2 separate regions of the Ovis aries genome follow, and region 1 is linked to region 2. The links are chromatin contacts, called in public Hi-C maps. All regions are on one chromosome and are shown on one strand. Each heading gives the region's core, a stretch centred on a gene start, on an enhancer-like site or on the middle of the called end of the contact. The rest is flanking DNA. Distances are from core to core; before and after follow the strand shown. Region 1 overlaps LOC121819020 (a long non-coding RNA gene). Region 2 holds the start of FOSL2 (FOS like 2, AP-1 transcription factor subunit).

Region 1 (5,876 bases), core at 2,514-5,013, 60 kb after region 2:
CCAGCTCCCCCAGGAGAGAGTCCTGGTAACTTCCCCAGAGGTGTAGAGGTTTGGGATAGGGAGGCACTATGGGGTCCTCACAGCTAGGAGTCCCCTAGACCCTGACTTGGGGAGCCAGGGCTCTGGGTCCTGTGATGGGATCAGAAGGGGCATGGGTGAGAAGGTTGAGGCAGGGAAGGTCACACATCATGGTGAAGCCTGGCTGTTGTTAAGTGCAGCCTGTGAAGCTTCCGTACCTGGGGAGGAGCTGTGAAAAATCATAGAAAGTGAGTTCAAGCAGGAGGTCCTAGGAAGGCCTTGTGGTAGTCGGATTTGGAAGTGGGGCTTGTGTGAAAGCTTCTGGTTTCTCAAAGCAGTGATCCTTGTACTTCTAAGTGTCCTGGGGACTACTGGCTGGCTTCCCAGGAGGTGCTAGTGGTGAAGAACCTGCCTGCCAGTGCAGGAGACATAAGAGACATGGGTTCGATCCCTGGGTTGGGAAGATCCCCTGGAGAGGGAAATGGTAACCCACTCTGGTGTTCTTGCCTAGAAAATCCCATGGACAGAGAAGCCTAGTGAGCTGCAGTCCATAAAGTTGCAAAGAGTCGGACATGACTTAAAGTGACTTAGCATGCAAGAGCTCAGAAGGCCTGGCTTCTGATTTTGGCTCTGCCACTTATTGGCTGTGGGATGTGGGCAAGCTTCAATGCCTGTGGCACCTCAGACCTTACATTCATCCACAGGGGAAATCGGATCTACCTCTGAGGGCCACTGGAGGGTAGCAGGGGGGGATGTGTGATGAAACCTCCAACGCAGGCCTGACCCCGTGAGAGCACCATACTGAGGCCAGTCTCTTCTGAGCAAGCCAGTCACCTATCTATCAGAGTCACTTGCCCATATTAGACATGGGGTCTCCTCTCCCAAGAGGGGTCCTGATCCAAGCTCTCCTGGGTTTACATCTTCCAAGGACCTTGATGCCTGGAAAGAGCATCTCAGCTCCTTCAGGATCGGCTGTGCTTAGGTCTTCAAGCTCTTTTCTCACCACCGTCCCCTACACCCTTCTCAGGAACTTACAGCTCACCAAACCTCCCCCACCCTGCAACCTCCGTGCCTGCCAGCACGGTGCTCCTTCCTCTGCCTGTAACTCCCTTCCCCCTCCCTCTGTCTGTCTGGCGACAGACACTACTCCTCCCACACCACGTGTCCTCCCCACCCTCCCCTTCCCCCCTGGGGGGCAGTCTTCCCTGCCACTCCCTCAATGCCACCCCTGCCCTCCAGCCCCATCTCCCTCTGCCCCCTGCAAACCTACACTCTGCAGTGGAACCGTCTTTCCTTCGAGGCCACCAGCTCCCAATGTCTTAGTTCTCGCTCCCTCCCCGCTGCCTAGTCCAGTGTCTAAAACAGGATAACAGCTCCATCGATGTGTATTGAAAGACTTAATGACTTACTAAATGAATGACTTCTCCTGGGTATGGGGGCCAGACTCATGAATGAGTCACAGGGCCTTGCCCCCACCCACTGACCCAGGTTTAACACTCCCCATGATAACATCACTAGTTACCCTTAATTCTCAGAATCACCCATGCCTTCTTTCTTCTCCTTTTAGTCCTGTCATCCCCCTCCTCTTCCTTCCTTCCTCCTCTGGGAGCAGCACATCTAAATATGGCGATGCTTTTCCTGGGGCCGGCCGTGTACAATCACGATTTTCGCCCAGTTATCTTCTGGGATAATTGTGAGATAGTCATGAGTTCGATCCCTCAGTGAGAAGGTGGGACAGATGACACAGAAACCCTGCAGCAAATGTGGGGCCTGGTGATCAAGTTAACTGTGTAGGAACCTGGGAGGACGTGGGTGGGGAGAGGAAGAGCGTGTCTGATGAGACCTGTGCCAAGAACAAGGTGCACGGGGTGAGGGAATCTGGCAGATTTGGGCCCCTTAAAGCCTCCATTTCCCAAGAAATTCCTGGTTCTGATTCGTGTGGCTGGGGTGGGACCACTCTTACCCATACACTCATGTCTGGCCGCCTCCAGTCCCATCTGGAGGCAGCCATTCTCCCCTGACCCAACTCAGATGATCAGGCACGAGCCCAGAGGTTCTTGCCCCTAACATGAGCCCCAGCCAAACCCAGGGGCACCCTGCCCCTTTCCTCTCATTTCCCCAAGACTTGCCGCAACTTCATTAAATTTCATGGAGGCGTTTCAGGCATGTTATGAGGCTTGGCCTTGTAGAGGGTGCCTCTAGGTCACTGCCATTTTCCAGTTGTATACTTTGTCATGAGAATGAAAAAATAAATGAGCACCCTGCTTCTGGAACATTGATGTTTACAGGATCACAAAGGAGCAGACAGGCTATCTGCGATTCTTAAAAAAGAATGCCCCACCATCTGAATGGAAGGCAGCTCCTGAGGCTGGCGAAAAATAACATTATACTGAATAGAAGGAGTGCTACTTCATGTCCCTGGTGGAAAATGTATGGCGTGAAAGTTGGTTTGTAAATAAGCAAAAGTAAATTAACCCAAGGAGAGAGAAATCAAAGGAGCTTCTTGGTAGGGTCTTAATGGGCAGAGGGGCACCAGCTGGCCACACTTCTCCAGTCATCTCATCTGTTTCCTCACTAGCTGGTGAGCCCTATATAAGGCTTGATAAGCCCAGCGGCTTTATATAGCATCCCTCTCTCTCAATCCTTAGGGCCTAGCACAGGTTCCAGCACACTAAGTAGGTGGTCATATAGTCTATCATCCAAAGCGGGACACCTCAAGAGTGAAAGGAGGCCTTTAATCCTTATGTCAGGACAACAGTCGTGATCTGGGACTAATGCATGAATGAACGAATGAATGAACAAATGATGCTTTAAAAGGCTGAGGCTGTTGGCACTGAGGCAGCCATGGCTTCCTACTTCCCCGATGTCACTGTCAAATAGAAAATTCATCCGCATGTACCATAGGTACCATCACATGTTTTATGGTCCATCTTTGTTCTTCTCTTGCAGACAAGGACTCCGGCTGCAGAGACAGAAGCTGGGCTGGGACTGAGGGGCCCTGCTGGTGCTTCCCAGGGTCTCCTCCACTGAGGGCACTGCGTCCTTAGGTGCCAGGCACTGAACTAGGTGCTCTGTGTTCTTACTGCATTTAATCTTCCCACCACCCTTGCGAAATAGCTGCTCTTATAACCTTTGGTAGGTGAGTCAACTGAGGCTTAGAGAAGTTAATTAATGTGCCCAATGTCACACATCGACCAATATCAGAACTGCAACCCAGGCCCAAGTCTGTTGGAAGTCAAAGCATGTGGTTTTAACAGTCCCCAACCTTGCTTTTGTGTGGCCTTCTCTCTCCCGCTTGGGGCCCCAGTAATATCGGGTTCATCAAGAAGAGGGGTCATGGGGATTGGGAGCTGGGGAGAAGAACAGGAACAGAGAGTTTGTCTCCTGGTGGCCGATCCTGTGTCCAGTTGTGGGTTGGATGGGGGCAGTGGCCAGGTCAGGATGGTGAGCAGAGGGCTCTTGGCGGGTTATATGCCTTCCAGGCTCTCCACGAGAGAGGATGCCCAGACCCAAGTGTTGTGCCTGAGTCTGCATGATGGGGAGGGTGGGTTAAGGAAGAGAAAGCAGGCCCCTCCTACCTCCTGCCAGTCTCCTCCCCACCTTCACTCCTGCAGGGTTGTGGGGTTTCCTTTGACCTGGCCGGGCCATTTTTCCAGAATGGCCATCTGAAGCCCAGCCCCAGCCCACTGGGAGAGGCCCATGCCACACCCTGGGGAGAGAGGCTAGCAGGGACTTGGCCAGGCTGAAGTGGAGGAGGGGAGGCAGAGTGGGCAGGGCTCAGCACTCTGCTGGGTGGACAGGGGCAGTGAGAGGGGTGGGCCAGGCTGAGTGCAAGCCAGGAAAGGGTCCGACTAGGGCTCTGCTGGGCACTTGCCCCCGCCTGCACATCTCTGCCTGAGATTCTCTTCAGACAGGTCTTGGCCCCGGTTGCCAGTCCGGCCCATCCTGGAGACTTTGCCGACCAAGCACAGCTAACTGGCGCCCTCTAGTGTCCACCTCTCTGGGCCTAGTTTGCCCCCTCTTGGAAACCACACATCACACATAGCTCCCCTGAGCCCGTCCGCCAACAATCCCCCCAAACCTATCATGTGTCTTCCAAACCAAGACACCTCTAAGAGTGAGAGAGGGGGCTCTGAGGATAACGAGGCTGGGACAACAGACATAAAATGGGACTGTCCTCAAGACAGGGCATTTGATCCCCCTCAACCCAGGTCAACCCCCCCACTCCCACTCCCAACCATTGTGGCTACCAGAACCATCTCTGGGAGGCATCCCATCAAGGAAATGAGAATCTCATCAGCACGAGGCCTGGGAGAGCAGGTGATCAAGGACCGTGTGATCAAAACACAAGTAGCAGCTGCATGGCTGGTGGTCATCACCTATTGGTCTAGCTTGCCCAGTTCCAGCTGGGCGGCGGCAAGGGAAGCTGCATCCGAAGCTCCTTGTGAAGCAGGAAGGAGGACCTGATTCTGGAGTCCAGTGCACAGCAGGAGGGTGGCGGGTCATGGAGCCGATAGACTGACCGAAACGTCGGCCTATGAGTAACTGAGACATCCCCGCTCCTGCCATTTGGGTTTTGCTGGGGCATCTGGAGAGAAAACCGCCCCTCCACCAAGAAAAGGACATTTTGACATGGTATCTCTTCCGGCTAGTCTTCAGGTGGGTCCTCCGTCTCCCCGCCCACCCCTTCTGGGGTGGTGCTCACCATGACCACACCTCTGCAGGGCGCGCTCCATGCCCTCAGTGATGAACACAGGCCAGTGTGTGGGCCGCCACCTGTCCCCGCCCCAGTTGACCCCCTCCATTTTCTTGTCACTGAGGAGGCCACAAGACTCGCGGCTTCTGGAACAAGGCTTCGGGGTTATATGATAACTGCTGACTCCCTGGGGCTCCCTGATGTGGGCTGATGTGAAGCGGCTGGCATCCGTGACCCCTGCACCCAGTGGGGCGCGGCATCAGGGCTGCGTCCTTCCCTGGGGAGCCAGCCGAGAAGCCCAGGGGCCAGAGCCTGGGTAGAAGGACCAAAACAGGCTTGGGAGAGCAGAGGAGAGGAGGTGCCTCAGGACTGGGGAGGTGGGATGGGAGCAAAGGGTTTCCACAGGAGGATCTGGGGCAGGCGGCACGGTGCTGACTTGGGCTCAGCCCGGGGACTCCCGGGGGAGGGCCCTGGGGTGGCACTCTGTGTGTGTACGATTTGAAGAGACTCATGAGTGACTTTGGCGAAGTCAGGCAGCTTTGGAGGAAGGGCAGATATCGTTCTGGAGAATTCTTTGGCATAGGGATGACAGGGCAGGTCTGGTGCCTTGTGTGGGAAAGGGAAGAAAGCTTTCAGTTGGGTTTTTTTGTTCCTCAAACCAGTCTGCCCACATCCTTGGCATCTGTGCTCCGGGAAGGATCTGTTCGCAGCCCTGCATGTCTGGGCCTGAGGGGCAGAGCGCCTACGTGAGGCCTGCGGTCTCTCCAGCCTCTCCCCCAGGGGTCGCGGCCGCTGCTGGAGTGGAGGGAGTGCCGGGCTCTGCCTGAGTTCCTCCTGCTCCTCACTCCCTCCTCCCCCCACCCCATCCCCCAGCCAGTGGGCTCTGCTCCCTGCGCAGCCTTGTCTCTCCTGGGGTGCTGGCTCTAACATAAGGCTCCCTTCTCCCACCACGTGCAGGGCCCTGCACAACCAGCAACATACAGACACTGGGGCTGGAACAAAAACCCAGGGTGTGAGATCAGACTCTGCCATTTACCAGCTATGTGGCCTGGGGCAAGACAAACTCTTTGAACCTCAGTCATCTCATCTGTAAACTGGGGATAATGGCACTTGATGGTCCTTATCTCATGGGGCTGTCATGAGGCTCAAATGCATGATGCAT
Region 2 (5,219 bases), core at 167-2,666:
ACAACGCTTCACAGCCTTCGCGCATCTTCCCGCTGGTACACTAAGAGCTGGGTATGAGACTAAGGCAAAGCGTGGAGCAAAATTCGATTTCCTTGACTCCTAGTACAGTGCTCCTCCGGATCATCATCTCTGCAGAAGGATTGAAGTTCCAGAACTGACAAGGGCCTTAGAAGGTCATGTCTCAATCCCTTCGTTTTACAGAAAGAAACTGAAGCCCAGAGAGGTTAAGGGACTCGCCCAAAGTCTCACAGCCCGTAAGCAGCACAGCCTGGCGTTCACACTCCAAGGCCTGTGCTCTTTACCCCGCACCTCGCCCCGCCCCGCCCCGCGAGGCGGGACAAACTAGGAATCCGGACTACCTACTGCCTGAACTTCGCTCCAAAACAGCTGAAGACAACGTTGGGGCACGCCCTCTCTCGGGCCTCCCTCTTCCCTGTTTGGTTTTTTTTTTCCTTTCAAATTCGTAATAGTCGAGGTTGCTTATAATGCCCGATTACTATTAGATGCATCTTAATTGCCCAGCATAGAGGGCGGCCGGAATGTCTTGACTGGTTAATTTCGTCTTCAAGGCTGCTCCTAACAAATTAATTGCAGAGCCGAAAAGAAAGGGGAGGGGGGCGGGAAGCAGTGGGCAGCCAGCCGCGGAAGGGAAAATAGGCAGGTCGGCCCCGCCCGGCGGCGCTGCGCCCCGCCAAGGCCCGGCCGCAGGGAGGCGCGGATACCCAGGGCGCCCAGGGCGCCCGTTGCTCCGGGTGGCGCCGCGAAGGGCGCCGACGACCGTGCGCGGCCGCGCCCTCCCTGCGAGCGGCTCTGCGCGCCCGGCTCCCGGCCTCGCGGTGGCGCCGCACTGAACCGCCAGTCTCGCTCTTCAGGACTGTGATTATTTTCTGAAACCAGGCGCCGAGGGCCCCGCGGCAGCCCTCGCAGGGGCCCCGCCCCGCGCCCCTTTCCCAGGCGGTGGAGAAGGTGGGGAGGCCGTGGCGCGCTCGGGAGCCGGCGAGGGAATCCCTCTCCCTCCACGTCACCCGAAAGCTAGGGAACCCGCACTCGCGTCCTCTAACGCAAATGACCATCTTTGGCAACGTGCGCCAGTGGAACAGACCAAGGGCGCGTGGCCCGGGGGGTGGGGATGGGCCAGGCTGCCTCGGCTCCCCCAAACCGCGCCAGCGGTCCGCTCCCACCCCCGCCACCGCCTTCCTTCCTCGCGCAGGGTGTGCGGCTGGCGTCAGCGCGGCCAGGAGCCGGGGCAGATAGGGGAGCGCTGCGCCCGCCTCCTCCCGCGCGTCTTCCTCCTCCTCCCCCTCCTCCTCGGCCTTCTCCCCCCGCCTCCCCGCGCGCTCCTCCCTGCAAGGTGGAGTCGGGTTGACGTGAGGTACAGGGGCTGGAGAATAAAGAGTGTGGAGTTGAAATCGTGCCATTGTAGTGACTCATCTCGGGCAGAGCGCTGGGGCTCCGAGCAAACCAGCGAGCAAGCGAGCGGCGCTCGGCGGAGACCGAGAGAGGGAGAGAGAGAGGCGCGGACGGGCGAGGCGGGCCCGTCCGGGAGAGGGAGCCGGGAAAGGGGTGCAGGTCCGGGCGCCGGAGCTGCGGCACCGCGTCCCTCTCCACGCCGGCTCAGCTGGATCCTCCCGGGCCGCGGGCCGGGCACAGGCTGCCTTCTTCTCCTAGTCAAGTGTCCGAGCCGCTCCAAACTCCGGCGGCGAGTCGGCCACAGGAAGTTTATTCTCAGCTCCTTTTCTAAAAGGAGGAAATAGAAGTTTCTCCAAGCGGGCAGCCTTTCTTTCTGCCCCCCCTTTTTTTCCCTCCTTTCTTTTCTGCGCTGACATCTGGGGTCCCCAGACCTGGCAGGCTTGACCCGCTGGGTTGACTCCCATTCTTTTTTAATTACCGATTTTTGACTGAGCCGGCGGTCCCGGCTGGGCTCCGATTGCGCGCGGGGGCGGGAGGGCGCGCGCAGGGGAGGGACCGAGGGACGCGCGGACTTTTTAGAGGGAGGGACTGGGTGGACAACTGGTCCCGCGGCGCTCGCAGAGCAGCAAAGAAGTGGTGTAGCGCTCGGCGCTCAGGGGGCCGTTCCCGGGGTGCCTCCGCCGAGGGGGACAAGCCCGAGGCGCGGCCAGCAGAGAGCCAGCGCACAGCAGCCGGTGCGCGGCCGCGGCGAGGGCGGGGGAAGAAAAACACCCTGTTTCCTCTCGGGCCCCCACCGCGGATCATGTACCAGGATTATCCCGGGAACTTTGACACCTCGTCCCGGGGCAGCAGCGGCTCTCCTGCGCACGCCGAGTCCTACTCCAGCGGCGGCGGCGGCCAGCAGGTAGGTGCGGGCCCCGGGTGCACCTGGCGACGCGGGTGGACCCCCGCCTTCCTCTCGCCGCCACTGCCTCTTTTGCTTTCTTTGCCCTTTCTCGGTTTGGTGAGAAAATACCTGCGGGCCACCATTGTAAGTTCTGAATTCTCATCTCCTGCCCACACCTCCTTTCACCCCCTCTACCCTCGCCAACCCCCCCCCCTTTTTTTTTTCCAAACTGGAGCGGCGAGTGGGCTGAAAGAACCTACAAACCCTGTCCTTCACACTACATCGTATCCAGACAAGCTCCTGGAATTGCAGGTCCCGTTCCCAGAAGCCGGTGCCTCCCTCCTCTCCCAGGAATTCATCTCCATTCCCCTCTATCTCCGTGGTGGATCCCCCGCTCCCCAAATTTTTTACGCACGGGCCCCTTCCGACATCTAGAGAACTTATTCCTGCGAAAAAGCCTTCTCCTTCTTTCCCCACCCCGACCCCGCACCTTCTCCCGCCGTTGGTTTTAGTTAATTTCGGAAAGAAGTTGGGGACTCAGAAACTGGTTGGGCTCCTTCAAGTGATCCAGAGTGAGGGCGAGAGTTGTCACTCAGGGAATCAGGTGCGAAGGTCAGGAAGGAGGAGGTGAGCCTTGATTGGCTCAGGCTGCGTGCGTCTGTGTACCCTGCGCCCTTCCACCTCCTGTTAGGGTAGGACTAGGAGCCTGAACTGCCACCCAAAGGGGCGCCTTGGGGTCTGGGGAGTACCTAGGGCCAGGACGGCTGCAGAAAGAAGGGAGGCTGGAGAGACTTCCTCTAGGCTCCTGAATGGTTCTGGAAGCCGAGAAATAACTTGTTTCTAAAGCAGGCGGACTGGTTTGTACTGGAGGGGTTGTGCCTGCCATCTCTGTCTATAAATACCAGAATAAATACCAGAAAGTTGCTGCTAGGTTGGTGGTGCTGGTGGGGTGCCGGCCCTCTGCAACAGCCACCCCCACCTCACCCACCCACCCAGAAGCTTGTGAGGGAGCTGACTTAAACAAGGCTGCTAGAGCCTGAAGCCCGTCTTAATCAGGATCTGCCGAGTCTCTAGCCCAGTTGGCTGCGGCAAGAGCTGCTCTGGTTAGGCGGTGGCCTTGGCCTCTATAAGCCAGCCAACCAGGAGGGGCTGGGGTGGGCTTCCAGGGAGGAGGGACCCTGATGGAGAATATAATGGAAACGTGGCTCTCTTTAGTAACTGAGGAGGGATATCTTATTCCAAAGCTGTTCCGCATGCCTGATGGATCCTCAAAACGCTTTTCTATGTCTTCCCTCTACCTGCCCTGGTATCCCCATAAGCACCCGCTGGAGAAAGCCTTGTCAGTGCATGCACCCTTAATAATGAACACTAAGGTGATGAGTTTCAAATCTTGTCCCAAAGTGATTTTGTTTGCTTTCCAGCCCCGTTGGTGGTTTCTATTGAATCCAGCCATCATTAGGCAAAGGGTTGGAGTCATTTGAAATCCATTCCCTCATTCTCCAGTTCAACAGCCCCCAGATGTCCCTCTCTGCCTCTCCAAATCAGGAAGGAACCTTTTGATTTCTCATTTGCCCCTTTGGCTGTCGTTTCTGTGGCAGTCATCACTGAAATGTTACAACCTTGCAGCCGGGCTTTACTCAGACCCTGGGGCCTAGATGGACAATCAGACCGGACATCAGTGCCCCGACTGAATAATCTGTGTCACTAGGGCTTTGAGCCCAGGATGTGAGTGGAGGCAATTCCCTGTTTTGGAAGAAAATCAGACAGGAAACCAGAGCTAGGAAGAAGGAAGAGAACTCAGTCCAGCAGAGTGTAATGGGGCCTCATTACCGAAGCAAAAAGCAGCTGTTGGCTAATTCCTAGCGTGCTGTAACACATGAGGATTTTGCAATTAGTAATAACTGGTGCACGGGGTTCTTGCGTATGTGCCTGTCCATTCGGCCCAGCAGCTCAAGCAAGGAACCTTTGAAACCAGAGGGATTGGTAAGGTAATGCGGCTTTGGGCAAGTTTCTCAGCCTGTCCACTCCTGAGGGAGGGGGTGGCGGGAGGCCGGGAGAGGGTTTTTCCATCATCCCTGTGACTGGGAGCAGAGCTGTTCTGTGGTCCTAAGAGCTGACGTGAGAAGCTTTTGTTACTTCACATGTCTGTGACCCCACCTGGGCTCAAGGTAACTTTATTGCATACCAGATAAAACCTGTAATCTCTTTATTTCTCTTAGCTTCCTTTATGGAGAGACTTTCCTGCCAGTTGGTGATGGGCCTTCCTCCTTTTGTGGCAGCTCAATATAAGAGCTCTGGTTTTACCTTGGACAAGTGAATATTATTTTTTTCTCCTCTCTTTGTTTGTGGGGTCTAATATTCCTTAGAAATTTGTTGCTGTTTACTCAGCCTGGGACTTTCTTCTCACTTCATGAAGGTTGGTCTTAACACATGGCCGTGAGTTTCAGTGACTTGAAGGGGGGCGTCAGATAACTCTTTGTTAAAAACCTCTGTTCTTGTATGTGGCAGGAACTTGAAGTATGAAAAATATTTCCTGTTCCAGTTATAGTTTTAATCTCAGACGTTGGTCATTGGTGATTTGATTTGCCCCTAATAGTTGCACCACCCCCCCTCACCCTGGCTTTTTCTTTGTATTGTTGTTTTCTCTCTTTCCTAACTTTCCTAGGAAAACACCTCCCAGATATATGCCCTGGCTGACTGCTCGACTCACGGTTTTAGGCCCTGAGTGTTACGCAATCCAGCCAGTTACACAAACATAGGTCATTTCATAACTTGTTTTCATCAGCTTGGCCCCCTTTTAATGAAAAAACAAAACAAAAACAAGACCCAGAACTTTTCCAAGGCTGCCATTTTCTGTTTCTCAGACAACTTGTGAAAATAAATCAAAGAGGACAGTTCCTTTTTGGAACCAAGGAATACCAGA

Evidence for each region. Hi-C and Micro-C count contacts between places; a contact is called where the count stands out from the background.
Region 1: a contact with region 2 is called in a Hi-C map of liver, with 2.1 times the contacts expected there. The contact joins the enhancer-like site here to the promoter of FOSL2 in region 2. A contact is called at or near these places in 8 of 16 Hi-C or Micro-C datasets (blood, liver, muscle and 4 more).

Annotation. Positions count from the first base shown.
Region 1 is chr3:35,400,743-35,406,618 of ARS-UI_Ramb_v3.0, forward strand. The region is part of intron 1 of LOC121819020 (a long non-coding RNA gene); the gene reads right to left. It overlaps LOC114113587 (a long non-coding RNA gene), which reads left to right. Exons shown (of 2, transcript XR_003588498.3): 2 at 2,968-5,876. Among named protein-coding and RNA genes, the nearest start is that of PLB1, 36 kb to the right of the region's middle. Within about 2 kb of position 3,764, at least 9 of the 54 cell types and tissues checked have an H3K27ac peak or open chromatin away from gene starts, as enhancers often do. A contact at or near this core is called in liver, where this site is marked.
Region 2 is chr3:35,343,576-35,348,794 of ARS-UI_Ramb_v3.0, forward strand. It overlaps FOSL2 (FOS like 2, AP-1 transcription factor subunit), which reads left to right and starts at 1,417. Exons shown (of 4, transcript XM_027966637.3): 1 at 1,417-2,314. The coding sequence starts at 2,213.